Linked DNA regions of Ovis aries: region 1 is linked to region 2. Evidence: chromatin contacts called from public Hi-C data. All regions are on one chromosome and are shown on one strand. Each heading gives the region's core, a stretch centred on a gene start, on an enhancer-like site or on the middle of the called end of the contact. The rest is flanking DNA. Distances are from core to core; before and after follow the strand shown.

The links. A called contact is a pair of places that touch in the nucleus more often than the background predicts.
Region 1: a contact with region 2 is called in a Hi-C map of hypothalamus, with 2.4 times the contacts expected there. The contact joins two enhancer-like sites. A contact is called at or near these places in 11 of 16 Hi-C or Micro-C datasets (blood, hypothalamus, liver and 4 more).

The regions. Positions count from the first base shown.
Region 1 is chrX:39,451,378-39,457,421 of ARS-UI_Ramb_v3.0, reverse strand. All of the region lies in intron 1 of BCOR (BCL6 corepressor), which reads left to right. Among named protein-coding and RNA genes, the nearest start is that of BCOR, 24 kb to the left of the region's middle. Within about 2 kb of position 3,306, at least 30 of the 54 cell types and tissues checked have an H3K27ac peak or open chromatin away from gene starts, as enhancers often do. A contact at or near this core is called in hypothalamus and liver, where this site is marked.
Region 2 is chrX:39,407,202-39,413,392 of ARS-UI_Ramb_v3.0, reverse strand. The region is part of intron 1 of BCOR (BCL6 corepressor); the gene reads left to right. Among named protein-coding and RNA genes, the nearest start is that of BCOR, 68 kb to the left of the region's middle. Within about 2 kb of position 1,747, at least 28 of the 54 cell types and tissues checked have an H3K27ac peak or open chromatin away from gene starts, as enhancers often do. A contact at or near this core is called in hypothalamus and liver, where this site is marked.

The DNA.
Region 1 (6,044 bases), core at 2,057-4,556, 42 kb before region 2:
AGGGTCTTTTTCCCCGAGCACCCCACCCCTCCCCGCCCCACTTCCCAGAGACAGGAGAACCTGAGAGTCCGAGCGGGGTCTTGAGGCACCCAGGGCCGCCCGCCCGGGTCTGGGTCCTGGGGTGGGCCGAAGGCAGGAGAGGAGGGGAGCCAGGACGCCTCTCCCACTTCCTCCCGTTCCTCTCCTTGCCTTGCCGCTTGATCCCCCCCCCCTTTCCTTCCTGCTTCCCCATCGAAGCCGGGAGGGCCTGGGTCACTCGCGGTGTGGTTTCCCCGCCGCCGAGTCCAGGCAGCGGCGGGGGGCGGGGGTGGGCGAGCTCCCCCGCCCTACGGCCCCCGCCCCTCTCCCGGGGCTCGCAGCACCGCGGCGCTGCGGTGCGCCCCTCCTCGCGTCTTTTTCTAAAGTGCCTGCAGATACAAAAGCGGTTTCGTAATGCCTTCCGTCTGCGAGAGCCGGAGGACCTTGGCTGACCTTTCGGAAACTGATTGCAACTGCCTGTTAACAGCCCGTACTGACCGCACCGAGCGGAGCGGAGGACAATCATTTAAGTGACAGACGGCGAGGTGGCCTCGGCTCAGTCGAGCGGCCTGGTTAAGCCCGCCCCGCCCCTCCCCCCGAGTTCCACCCCCCCCCACCCCAGCCCCGGGCGCACTGCGGGCTGTGGCGGGCGCTCGGGCGGGCGGGGAGGGCGCGTCGCGCGCGCCCGCTCGTGTGTGTGTGAGTGTGTGTGTATGTGCCTGCGATTACCGGCCGACGGGTTAACCCTTAGCCGAGCGGCCGGCCCCTTTGAGGCCGAACGCTGCTGGCTTAATCTGCCATCTGCAAAAGAGGAATAAAAGAGCCGCCTCCGCCGACTTTCCCTAATGGGTAAACTGTCCCCTCTCAGCGTGACCGGGGCTGCGTGCCTGCTGCTGCCGGAGAAAGATCCCGACCCTCGGCTCTTCCGGCACGTCCCTGGGTCCCCCTCCCTGCGCCCCCTCCCTCCTCCTCACACGGACACCAGCACGGGGACAGCGCGAGGGGTCCAAAGGCTCCGAGAGGCTCGCGGTGCAGTGGACGTGGGTGTTCCCGGTGTTTTCTCTTTTGGAAACTGGAGAAAGGTGGGGTGGGGGTGGGACCTCACTGGGAAGGCGAGGTGGGGGAGGGGAGACTGGTGACAGGGCACCTCGGGCTGCGCTCGCTGCCTCTCTCGGGAGAGATCGCCAGCTGCTCTCCAACAGGCAGCGCCCTGAAATCTATTTAAAGAGAGGGAAAGGGGAGGAGAACAAAGGGGGAGGAGGGGGGCGGCGAGCGGAGCCTGGGCGAGAGCGAGCGAGCAGGGAGGATCCGCCGCTCCGCGGGCACATCAAGCGCTCACATCTGTACACTCCGCGATCGATGGGGAGAATGGATAATATTTGTCAGCTGCAGACCTTTCTCTTCCCGGTTCCTGGGGAGGGGAGGGGGCGAGGGAGGGGGAGGGGCGGGCAGACCAGGCGAGAGAGGCCGCCTCAAGGACAGCGCGCTTCCCGTGGCAGCCACACGGAAACCCAGAGCCATGAAAGCCCGGGGATTTTTCTCTTATTATCATTATTAATTATTTTTTATTATTCCACAGCAGCCAGCGAGCGCTCTGCGGCGCCCCTCCCCCGCTCGCCCGCCGCCTCCCTTTGTTGATTCTCAGCTGCGAGCGCGGCGGGCCCGAGCCGCCGCCGCCGCCGCCGCCGCCGCCGAGCACGATCTGCTCTTGCGCCCTCGGTCGCAGCTGCGGCCCAGGAAGCCTGGGCTGCGTCCCCGCCCCCCAGCCCCCCACGGCGCGGCAGCCCCCGCACCCCCTCCTTGCTGCCCGCCACGAGGCCAGCCCAGCCTCTCCGCTGTTCTTCACTGCGGCTCCGCGTCCCCAACGCCGAGCAGAGGCGCTGGCTGCTGCTGTCCCGAGTCTCCGGCCGCGCGGGGGCTTCGCCACCCCCCCCCCCAACTGCGCTGCGGCTCCACTCTGATGCCGCCGTCCTCACACATGGTCTTCATTTCGCAGACCAGCGGCGTGCTTCCTTTCGGCTCCTCTCCTCGGGGCTTTTCGGAGCGGAGAGGGCGGTTTAGAGGAAGTTGGAAACCCTGCGAGCCCAGGGGAAAGGGGGAAAACCCTCGCTCTAGTTCTGAGCTTCCGAGGCGGAGGGGAGCGCCCCGCGGAGGGTGGAGCAGAGCCTGGGTGCCCTCCCCTTCCTTAGGTGCTGGAAGGGCGAAGTGAGGAGTGGCGGTCGGGAGAAGATCCGGAGCTGGAGAGCGAGAGCTCCAGGTCTGCTTTCACTCTGTCCTCTCGCCCGCACGCACCGGCCTGGGCAGATGTGACCCGCCCCCTCGCAACGGCACAGCGGGCCTGGGAGTCGATCCGATTAGTGGTCATCAAATGAGACCAAAGACACCTCAGACAGTCTCCCACCTCCCGCGCGGGGGAGCTCCCTGGGCCTTTGCCCCCTCCTTTCTCCAAGACTGTAAGCCCACAGCCGACGCCCCCCAGGTCTGGGATCCGGGCCCACCGTGGGGATGAGGGGCAAATATGATGCACAAAGTTCTGGTTGGGGTTTACTGGGAGCTTTGCGGCCCCCACCCCGCTGTCCTGCGATTCCGGGCCAGCCTGCGGCGGCGTCCCCGACTGCTCCGCGGTCCTGGGCAGGGCAGGAAGCTGGCACGGCCGCCGGCTGGGCCGGCGCCACTTGGCCGGGCCGGCTGCTCGCTGGAACTCGGGCGGCACGTTCACGCCGAGTCGGGTTCCCGGGTCTCTCGCCCGGTCACCCTGAGCGGCTGTCTTCCCCGCCCCACACTTGTCCGTCGTCTTCCCTCCGGAGTCTCCCTGTCTCCACCCGCCCTCTCAGCTTTTCCCCTCCTCGGTCTGTCTCGGGAGCCCCGTAGCGCAGTCAACCGCCCTTCCCGAGATTCAAAAAGAAGTTTTGTGTTTCCCCGGGGGCAGCAGCCTAATGCTTCCCTTGTTTTCCGGAACAAAGCAGACATTCAGTGGGGAGGGGCAGGCGCTGACTCCTTCCCCTCCCCGCAGCACCCCGCACCCCTGCAGGTTCAGAACGCTTGCTCCCGGGCCCCGCTGGCCTGGGGGTGGGGTGGGGGCCCGGGTTCTCCCGGCTAGACTACAAAAGCTTCACCCCCTGCGCCTCCTCCCCACCCCCTCACCCCCAGCCTCTGCCGGGAGCCCGAGAGAAGGCGACATGGTGTTTGGGTGAGGTTCCCAGCCCGGGCGGGGAGGGCGCGCACGCAGCTGTTTACAGCGTGCCTGCTGCTGGAAGCATACCCGCCGCCGCCTGACAGCATGGGGCACCCGCGCGCTGCCAGCTCAGAGAAGACGCGGAGCGGCGAGCCCTCCGGCACTCGGCCCGAGGCCTCGACAGCCCCGGGGCCAGAGCGCGCGGGGAGGCTCGAGGTCTCCGCGAGTGCGTTCCTCTTCTAGCCCCTTTCCTGCCCCACAGTGGTCTGAATCCATCTGGTAGTGTATCAAAGGTACTGGGGGGAAAGAGCGGAGAGCTCAACGAGGGGCGCTCAAAGCGTTCTTGGCGCCCGGCTTTGGGGCAGTCCTCCCCGCCCCTCGCCGGGGCTTAGTTCTCCGGCCAGAGTGAGCAAACCACGCCACTCTAGCGACTGGGAGATGGTTCTCCCTCCGGATAACTCTCCGCAGTCCCACCTGTCCCTGTCCACCCTGCCCGCCAGACTTCCCTTCGCCCCACCCCCGAGGGGATCGCGGCACTAGCTGTGCCCACGCGCGCCGGGCCTTCTGGTCCGCGCAGCGCTGCCTTCGATCCCGTTCCAGTTCTTCCCCTCTCCCGGGCCTGTGGCCGGCCCCCGGCGCCTCCAGCGCGGCCTGAAACTTGATCCCGTGTCGGAAGGACAGTGTGTAAACACCAGGCGCGCTCCGAGAGCCCGCGGGAGGGGCCGGGCGAGGGCCGCCCGGGCAGCTCCGAGGCCCCGCGCCCCCGCCCGCCTGGTCGCCCCGGGCACGATCGGCGGGGCCGCCGCCTCACTCTCTGCCTTCCCAGTTGGCTCAGCTAATTGGAGCCGCCGCCGCCGCCGCGCTGGCGGCGGCCTCTTGTTGAATTTTCTAGATCGCAACGGTTCGGTCGTGGCTGCTTGCGGCTCCCCTCCCCCTCCCGCAGCTGTTATCTTGGCCGGCAACTTGTTGGTGGCGGCGGCCGTGCCTCCGCTGACCCTGGCCTCAAGCTCGGTGTACACCCCAGTAGTTTGGGGGTGTGTTTCTGAGAGGTGCGGGAGGGAAAGCAGAGTCAGTATAGGAACTGTGAGGCTTTGCCCCTGAATCTGAGGCCCCTTGTTTTGATGAATGCAAATACTATCCAAGGGATTCTGTGACAGAAAGCCATTCTCCTTGCAGTCGTGCACCAGGAGGTAGCGACAGTTCCCGAGGAGCTTCAGGAACAACTCCACTAGCAGCTTCAGTGGGTTCCAGGAAAATGTTCAGAAGGGTGGAGAGGTGGGAGGCCTGAAGATACCCCTCTCCTGCCTCCAAACCCTTTCCAAGTTTGGGACCCAATGTGTAGGTTCTTCATGCCACAGAGGCTGCCTCCACCTTTAGGCGTAGCCCACCAATATGGGACAAGGCCACCATTTTTTGTCTTGATTTGGAGTACCAGGTGGGTCCAAGGGAGAGGTGTCATCCTCAGTGGGTTCTGAGCTTGTATCCTGGGTCCTTGGGTCCTCCCCCCATGGGAGCTGAGCCTCCTTTCCCCCTTGGCCAGCTGGCTTATACCCTGGTCATATGTCCCTGCCCCGTGCGCACGGTGGGGTCTGTAAACCATCAGGTCTGTGTGGGTCTAGAGGAAGCCCAGAGCCTGGCCAATAGCCAAGGTGGGAAGAAATGAGGGAGTTTGGTAGTGCTGAAGGAACCAAGAAGATGTTGCTGACTAGGCTGGAGCAGTTGTTCCATATACAACATCTTCCTTAGAACATCTTTTTCTTCGTATAGAACTTTTGCTGGTGGGTTTCACAGGCCCAGGCCTGACATTGTAAAAAGTGCGTGCACCCCCAGCCCGGAAATGCATAAATATACACAGGCAAACTCCCAGGGGGCCGGTCTGTGAGCCACCACCGAGGGGATCTGCAGCAGCCAGAAAGCGAGTCAGCTTTTCCTGTGATGGTTCTGAGAAGGGCCCCTGTTCCCTCCCTTTGATGGTTTCTCTGACAACTGTTAGGGAACAAAGAGGCAAGGCCACTGGCTCATTAACTGTCATTTTCTAACACCTCTTTCCTTCCCTTGTCACTTTTACCCAAATTGCCACTTTGGGGGTTTTCCTGAGGCGTCCTTTCTATTTATAACCAGAGCAAGGTTTCCAACTCCATCCATATTGATTTAAGCTCTAATAAAAAGGGAATCTATAAAACTGATGTAAGTTGGTATCTAGGATGGCACTTCAGTGGGTCAAGTTCACCTAGTTCTTTGGCATCAAAAAACGTCCAGGCTCTTCCAATCAGATAAGCTAAGTGTGTCTCCCACTGTTAGTTTCTCTTCTCTTTCTGTACTGGATAAAAAAGGAATCTTCTCTCAAAAATGTTTATTCTTCTTCACCCCTTCCCTACCAGTGTGCAAGAACCTTGTTGCTATGTAGGAGAAAGTGTATTTCTGTGTTTTGATAAAGAAGAGAGTAATTTATGTTCCTCTTCAGGCCTGAAAAGATAATTATGCGTCCCGGGGAGCTCCCTCTTCTCCTGGCTAACAGGCAAACCGGATTCTTGTTCTGGATCAGGAGCGCGTTAGTATCTTGCCTCCTTCTCGTCTTCGTCCTGTCACCAGCCGGCCATCACCAGGCCCTTTGGCAGGTCACGTGATTGAGGGTTTCTGTCTTGAAGACTGGTGGTGCCTCAGAAGACCCTGTGACTCCGAGCCTAATTAACATTTCTTTTACTGTACAAAGAATATTCTGAGCCATTGACATCCTCTGGTCCATCTCCCTGAAAGCTTATGCCAGAAGCTCCCTGTGGGGCCTCTGGGCGGTGGGAAGGAGCCATCATGGTGGGAAGTGTTGAGTGCTTGCCTGCACCAAACCAAACCA
Region 2 (6,191 bases), core at 498-2,997:
CTGATACAAAGCCCCGAATGACCAAAGGGAGGGAAAGGCAAGTCAGGGCTTCAAAGAGCGAGGTCACTGAGTGCCCCAAACTCAGGGCCCACAGACATGCACCCTAGGATCTTCACGCCTGGTCATTACGCCAAACGTCCTTCCTGGAGCGCTGAGGCCTCTCGGGGGAGAAGGGGGTAAGCGTCGGCAGGCAGACCGGCCTGTGTGTGAGAGGGGAGGGTGGAAGGCGGGGTGGTGGGGAACCCAGCGAGAGAAGTTTCCACCACGCTCTGGTCGGCTGCTGCCAAAATCCCCGGGCCCCTCCCTGCCCGCACCGCCTTCCGTTGCCACCACAAGTTTGGTTTAACGAGAAGTCGGGACAAAAGCAAACGTTTTCTATAGACCCCGAAAACAAAGGGGAAAGAGACGCGCGGGGCGGCCGAGAAGCGGCTGCTAGCGTAATGGTGCCGGGCGGACAGCAGAGCATTAGAACTGCAAAAGCCGCGCGGGCGGGAGGAAGTGCGAGGCGGGAGGCGGGAGCGCGGGGAGGGAGGGCGGGGGAGGGGCGCTGCGCCATGTTTCCGTGTCACCCGCCGAGTCGCCGGCGCTGGGCTCGGCCGCCGGCTCCCGCCTGCCTCCGTAACAGCAGAAAGCGTGCGATTAGCAGCCAGACAGGCGGGGACTCCGGGCCCGCGGGGCCGCCGCACACGCCGCCCGCGGCCCGGGCCCGCGCCCCCCCGCCCGCCGGGTAATCATCCTCCTCGCCGCAGCGCTGTGTGCACTCTCATTAGAGCAGGGAGGCTTTTCTCTGCGCACTCGCTCGGCTCCCGCTGGCAAAACAACGCCTTCCTCGGCCGGGCCCTGGGCCAGGAGCGCCGGGGAGGGCGGGACGGGGGAGGAGGGGTGAGGCAGGGCAAGCGGCGCTGGTCATCTCGGCTGCCCGATCTCCTCCGGGCCCGGGCACGGAGGAGATGGGGAGGGTCCATCGGCCCTCTCCACGCGGAGTGCCAAAGTCCGAACCCCGTATCAGTGCCGCCATGACCTACTCTGGTCCCCCGCTGGAGGCTAGAGTGAGGGCCGAGGGGAGATGAGTGTGTCTGGTTTGGAGAGCGGGGGCGGACACCGGGATGGCTCCCAAAACAGGTTTTGCCCCATCTGTCTTGCGAACGACCTCTTAAGGCCAGAAGCCGGATCCCACGGTTGGCGGCCTTTCGACCCTCAGGAAGACCCCAGTCCCCGAGCTTCGGGCCTGATTGCACAGAAAGGATGGGAGATGGGGGCGGCCGGGGCGCCGCTGCGCCTGGCCCTGAGCTTCAGAGCCCCATTTTCTCCTCCGCGATCTCTGCACACAACAGTAGGCAGCCTCTCCCGGCACCACGCGCCCAGCTGCAGGGCCCGGGAGCAGGTGTTCCTGCCCGGCCAGAGTGGCGGCTCCGCGCCCCTCCCGTCCCAGCTGCGGGGGGAGCCGCGCTGATGGTGGTAATAGAGAAAGGTCTCGCTGGACCGCGAGCAGGGTTCTCCGTGTTTAAATGGGGATGCTCCAGGGCGAGGACGGCCACCTGAGACCAGGAGGGATCGAAGGTGACGCGCGACTAGCCCTCGTCTGGAACAGCCCTGGGGGCCAGCGGAGGCCGCTCGGGGCGGCGCAAGGGCTTCCGGTCCCGGTGACTGCGGCGGCGGCGGCGGGGCGGCTGGGAAGTTCCCGGGGCGGCCGCGAGGAGCACCCTCCTCTGGCTGCCGCCGCCGCGCAGCTTTCGGAACGGCGCCCTAGGAACCTCTCTGCGTCTGGCAGCGCCGATCTCGGCCGGCGCGGGGATGGGGGCTGCGGGGTGGTCCAACCCGGACCCGGGCAGGGCGGGGTAGGCGGGGGCCGGAGACCCCGCGGGAGCTGCGGCGCGCCTCCCTGCCCCCGCTCCTCGCCGCCGCCGCCGCTGATATGGCGGGCACGTGAAGCGCAGTTCGGCGCCTCGGCGCCAGCCAGGGAGCGGCCTGCCCCGCCGGCTCAGCTTACCCGCGGGCCCAGGAACGCGGAACCGAGCCCGGCCGGGCCCCGCAGAGCCCGCGCCCCCGCCCCGCTGCCAGCTCGCCGCGGCCCCCGCACCCCCCTCCCCGCCCGCGCCCGGCCTTGGGGCCGCGCCAGACGGCTCGCCCGAGGGGAACTCAGGCTGACTAATGGGACGCGTGTGGGCCTTACGTGAGGCCCGGCTGTCAGCGGATGCCCGCTCGCTCGGCGCCTACGTCGCGGCCAGGCTTTTCGGGGAAGGACGAGAGGAGGGGTTTCCCCGCCCGGCGGTTTCGACTCCCCGGGGACTATCCGGCCGCGGCTAGCCCCGGGCTTTAGGTTGCGCCCGGAGGGGGCCGACTCAGTGTGCGCCCGGCGCCGAGGTGCGAACCCGGGATGAGGGGTGAAGAGGTGGGATCTCGGGAGCTCTAAGCCGGAGGTGGGCGCAGAGGCTCATCAACTCGGCCTGGGGCGCCTGCCTTGATGTTTGCGATCTGGCCAGCGGCTGGGCTGGGGGAAATTTACAGGCCGCTCTGCAGGCCTGGAGTTCAATACCGAAACCTCCCTCAACAAAGTCTTCCGGAAACCCTTTGGTGAGATTTTTGTGCAAGAAAAGGATTTTATAAGGCTCCTCGAGAGTCCGGTTCGGCTGAGGGTTCTCAGGTTCCGAGGCTCATGACACCTTTTTCTTCCTTTACAGGGGCCTGTAAAAATCAGCAGAGTTTCTTATTATTTCGCATTAACAACCGCTTCGTGTTGACATAGTTATATGACCTTCCCAAATATAACTACCTGTTTAGTTTCAACACACCAGCGAGACGATGAAACACAAACACCGATCAGGAACTCAGAGAAGGAAAACCCGGCTGTGAGCTTGGGGTTGGAGGCAGGATAATTCCTGATCACGCATCCCTGGTTTTATTCAGCCTAATTACACTAGTAATCTTCCCCCCTACGAGAAAGCCTGAAACCCTGTAGTCGAGGTGCGACTTTTCCTGGGGAGTCCGGCCGATGAGGAGGGGTTGCTGGTGTAGAGGAGGTGGGTTTTAAATGTCACTTCCAAATGAAAATGCTTTCCTTCAGCCTTTTTCTTTTCTTGATGCAGTTTTCGAAAGGAGCATTTTTGCGAGATAAGAAGTGACCGATCAAAATCGCTGAGGGGAGGTTGTAAGCAGCCGCTTTGCCTCAGCTTAGCCTTATCTTATCTTTCACACTTGCATGGCGGAAAAAAAATTGGCTTATCTTTATCCCCACCCCCTTCTCGCCTTAATTGCTAAAAAACACTGGTGTGTTAAACGGGGAGGAAGGAGGTCTCAGGATTGTCAGTGGAAAGGGAAGATTAAAAAATGTGGACACTTTGGGGGAAGCCAGGGTAGCAGGGTTTATTCTTTCCCCCAGGCCTTTCTAGTACAACGCAGAAAAGGTCCAGTCCGGGTGGAAGTCTCGATGGCCAGATTAAAAAAAAAAAAAAATCTGGGTATGGCCTTGGGTCGTGTGGCTTCTCTAGGCCTCGCTTTCTCCGCCCTGCGTTTACCAACCTCACCTTCCCTTCATCTCTCAAAAGCTAGTGGTGGGTCTCGGGTTGAAGCCTCTCATTCTGCCTTCGTTCCCCCCCTGCCTTTTCCTCCCCTCCACCCCGCACACATCCCCGTTTGGGGGAGGGGGATGCAAGGCTGGGACGCATGGCCTGCTGGAAATCATTAAAATATATGCGAGTGCCTGCAAACACACACTTTTAAATCATGGCGTTTCCCCTCCACGCTGGTATATTTAAACTCCAGAGCGAGCTAGATCTCCTCCCTCTCAGTCGTTTGTCTGTGTCACCGACAGGCCGCTAATGGCCGGGCTTCCAGGCGCTGTGCATTATGCATTAGCCTCCTCCGAGCGCCGCACACAGAAGGTTCTGTCAGGCCTCGCAACACAAACCACCCAGCACCCCCCCACACACCCCCCGCACTCGCGGCTGGGGGCTGTGCGGTGGCCAAAGTGCTGGAGACTCTGGGATGCGGGGGTGGGGGGGGCGCGCATCGAGGGCGAAGGCCGAGCCGAGTGGACCCGGAGGGGGAATCGGGGAGGGGTGGGGGAAGTGCCGCGGATTAGACCGCTTGGAATCCCCCTCCCTGCGCTAGCCCCAAGTTTTGTTCCTGGCTGACCTTCCCTAGGCAGCTTCCCCGCTCCACTCACCTCGGTGCCCGACTTTGTGGGGGCCCAGAGGTACCTAGGGACAGGCCAGCGCCGCGTTTCCATCTGCTGGGCCGTACTCCCTTCCGGCCCCGAGCGAGGGGCTGGAGGAGCCTTCCGGATCCCTCCAGGCCCCGGGGTGCTGTCCGCGAAAGAGTGCGGGGTGGTGCGTGTCAGCGGAGTCCCGCGGCCGCCGTGGAGGGAAGCTGCCAAGAAAACGTCTCGGGCCGAAAGCCGCCTTGCAGGGTCTGCGAGCGAAGAGTTGGTGTTCTCTGCCCCCTCTCCCCGCGGTTCCCACTCACTGCCCCCGGCTGGGTAAAATATGAGCTGGAGGGACCGCTAAATAAGCAGCCAGGATGGGTCATGGCGTCCGAGTTTATCTACAGGAGCATCTAGCCCAGCTCGGCGGCTTTCAGGTCTCTTAAGCCGGAACCAGGTGGGACGCAAGACGAGGCCTCCCCAAGCCGCCAACACCCATCTACTCAGAAAGCCCCTCAATGTCAATGGTAGTTCACCCACCCGTGCCTGGTCAGAGCCTGAAATCGAGCCTAGACCAGAAATTTTGAGAGGCAGTTGCTGCTACCATGTTGGGGCTGCCTTCTGGACCCTCCTCCGGAGGAGGCCCAATAACCCTTCAAAGAATAGAGCAGCCATCTTCAACCTGGAGACTCCTAAGTCTAGCAGACTCCTACCAGGGAAGGCAGCTACCTTTAGATGTTCCCAGTTAACTGAAATCCCTGGGACAAAGATGCCTTTTGCTTGAGGGATGGACCAGTGGATCTTCTAAGTGGCACCCGTGGTAAGCCCAGAGTTCTTTTACAAAGTGACCAGGAAAGACTGTTCCTGGGGGTGTTTGTGTAGTTTTAAAAATACTTAAAGTAGCTCACAGTATATAAAATAAAAATACAGTCTCTCTAATCACCCCAATCCCACCCATTTCAGTACCCAGCATCACAGAAGAGAACAGCTGCTGAAGAGCCCCATTGGGGCCTATAAAGCTTTATAATTTAGTCCTCACATGTATGTTACAAACAAACCCCACACATCATGCTGGGATCCCAGGGTTCCCCAAACTCCAGGTAGGACCCTCACTATGGGATGCATGGCCTTTCCCCTAGGGCTTGGGCAATGAATGAAGGTGAAGAGGATGTGGCCGGCCTTACACAATCAACCTGTCAGGAAAAGGGCGACCAGGCTCCAGGCCTGCTCCTCGAAGCGCCAACCTGCTTGTCCAGTTGCAGACGCTGGATAGAATGGGCAGCAGGAGAGTGCCCGAGAGCCATAGGTTCTAACTGGGAGGCCCTTCCCAGGGAACCAGCGGCAGGTGGGAGGGGGTGGCCCCTGCAGCTCGGTTGAAGCACCTCGCCTTTCTGTGCCTATTTCTTTATTTCTCCGCTCGCTGCCTTTGCGGCCTCCCCTCCCTTGAGCTCACTCGCTGGCTCTCTCCCGCCACCGCCTCCTCCTCTGCTTTCATTGAAATCCTCCCCTTGCTGAGTGCCGAGTGTAGCAGCCTGACCCCCAGGTCAGCTCCCAAGGGACTCCTGGGAGGGCAGGGGAGGGAGGGAGCATGAGGAGGCCCGCACACGCTGTAGGCTCCGAAGTGTCCCCAGCTCCCAGAGCCCCTTCATGAGTGGGGGTGCAAGATGGGACTGCTGCTTCTCCCTGGAACAATGCCAATGAATCGGGCCAATAGGTGTAAGCTCCCTACTCCTCCTCCACCTTAGAGCACTTCAGGAAAAATCTCACCTTTCAATTCCCAGTGAGTCATGAATCCCCTCTCCCTCACACATACATTCATATCTCTTAGGATTCCCTTAATAAGATATTTTAAAAATCCCACAGTTGGAAATGTATCCCTCAGAAATGGAAGAGAAACCCTTTAATCCCACCAACTTGCACAAAGATACCATGGAGGCAAGACTCCTTAAAAAGGGTGTGTGTGTATGTGTGTGTGTGTGCTGCAAATTACGTCAAAGGCAAATTTACTGGTCTGTTTGTCTCCAGCATCAAATTTCTCCCACAGTCAGCC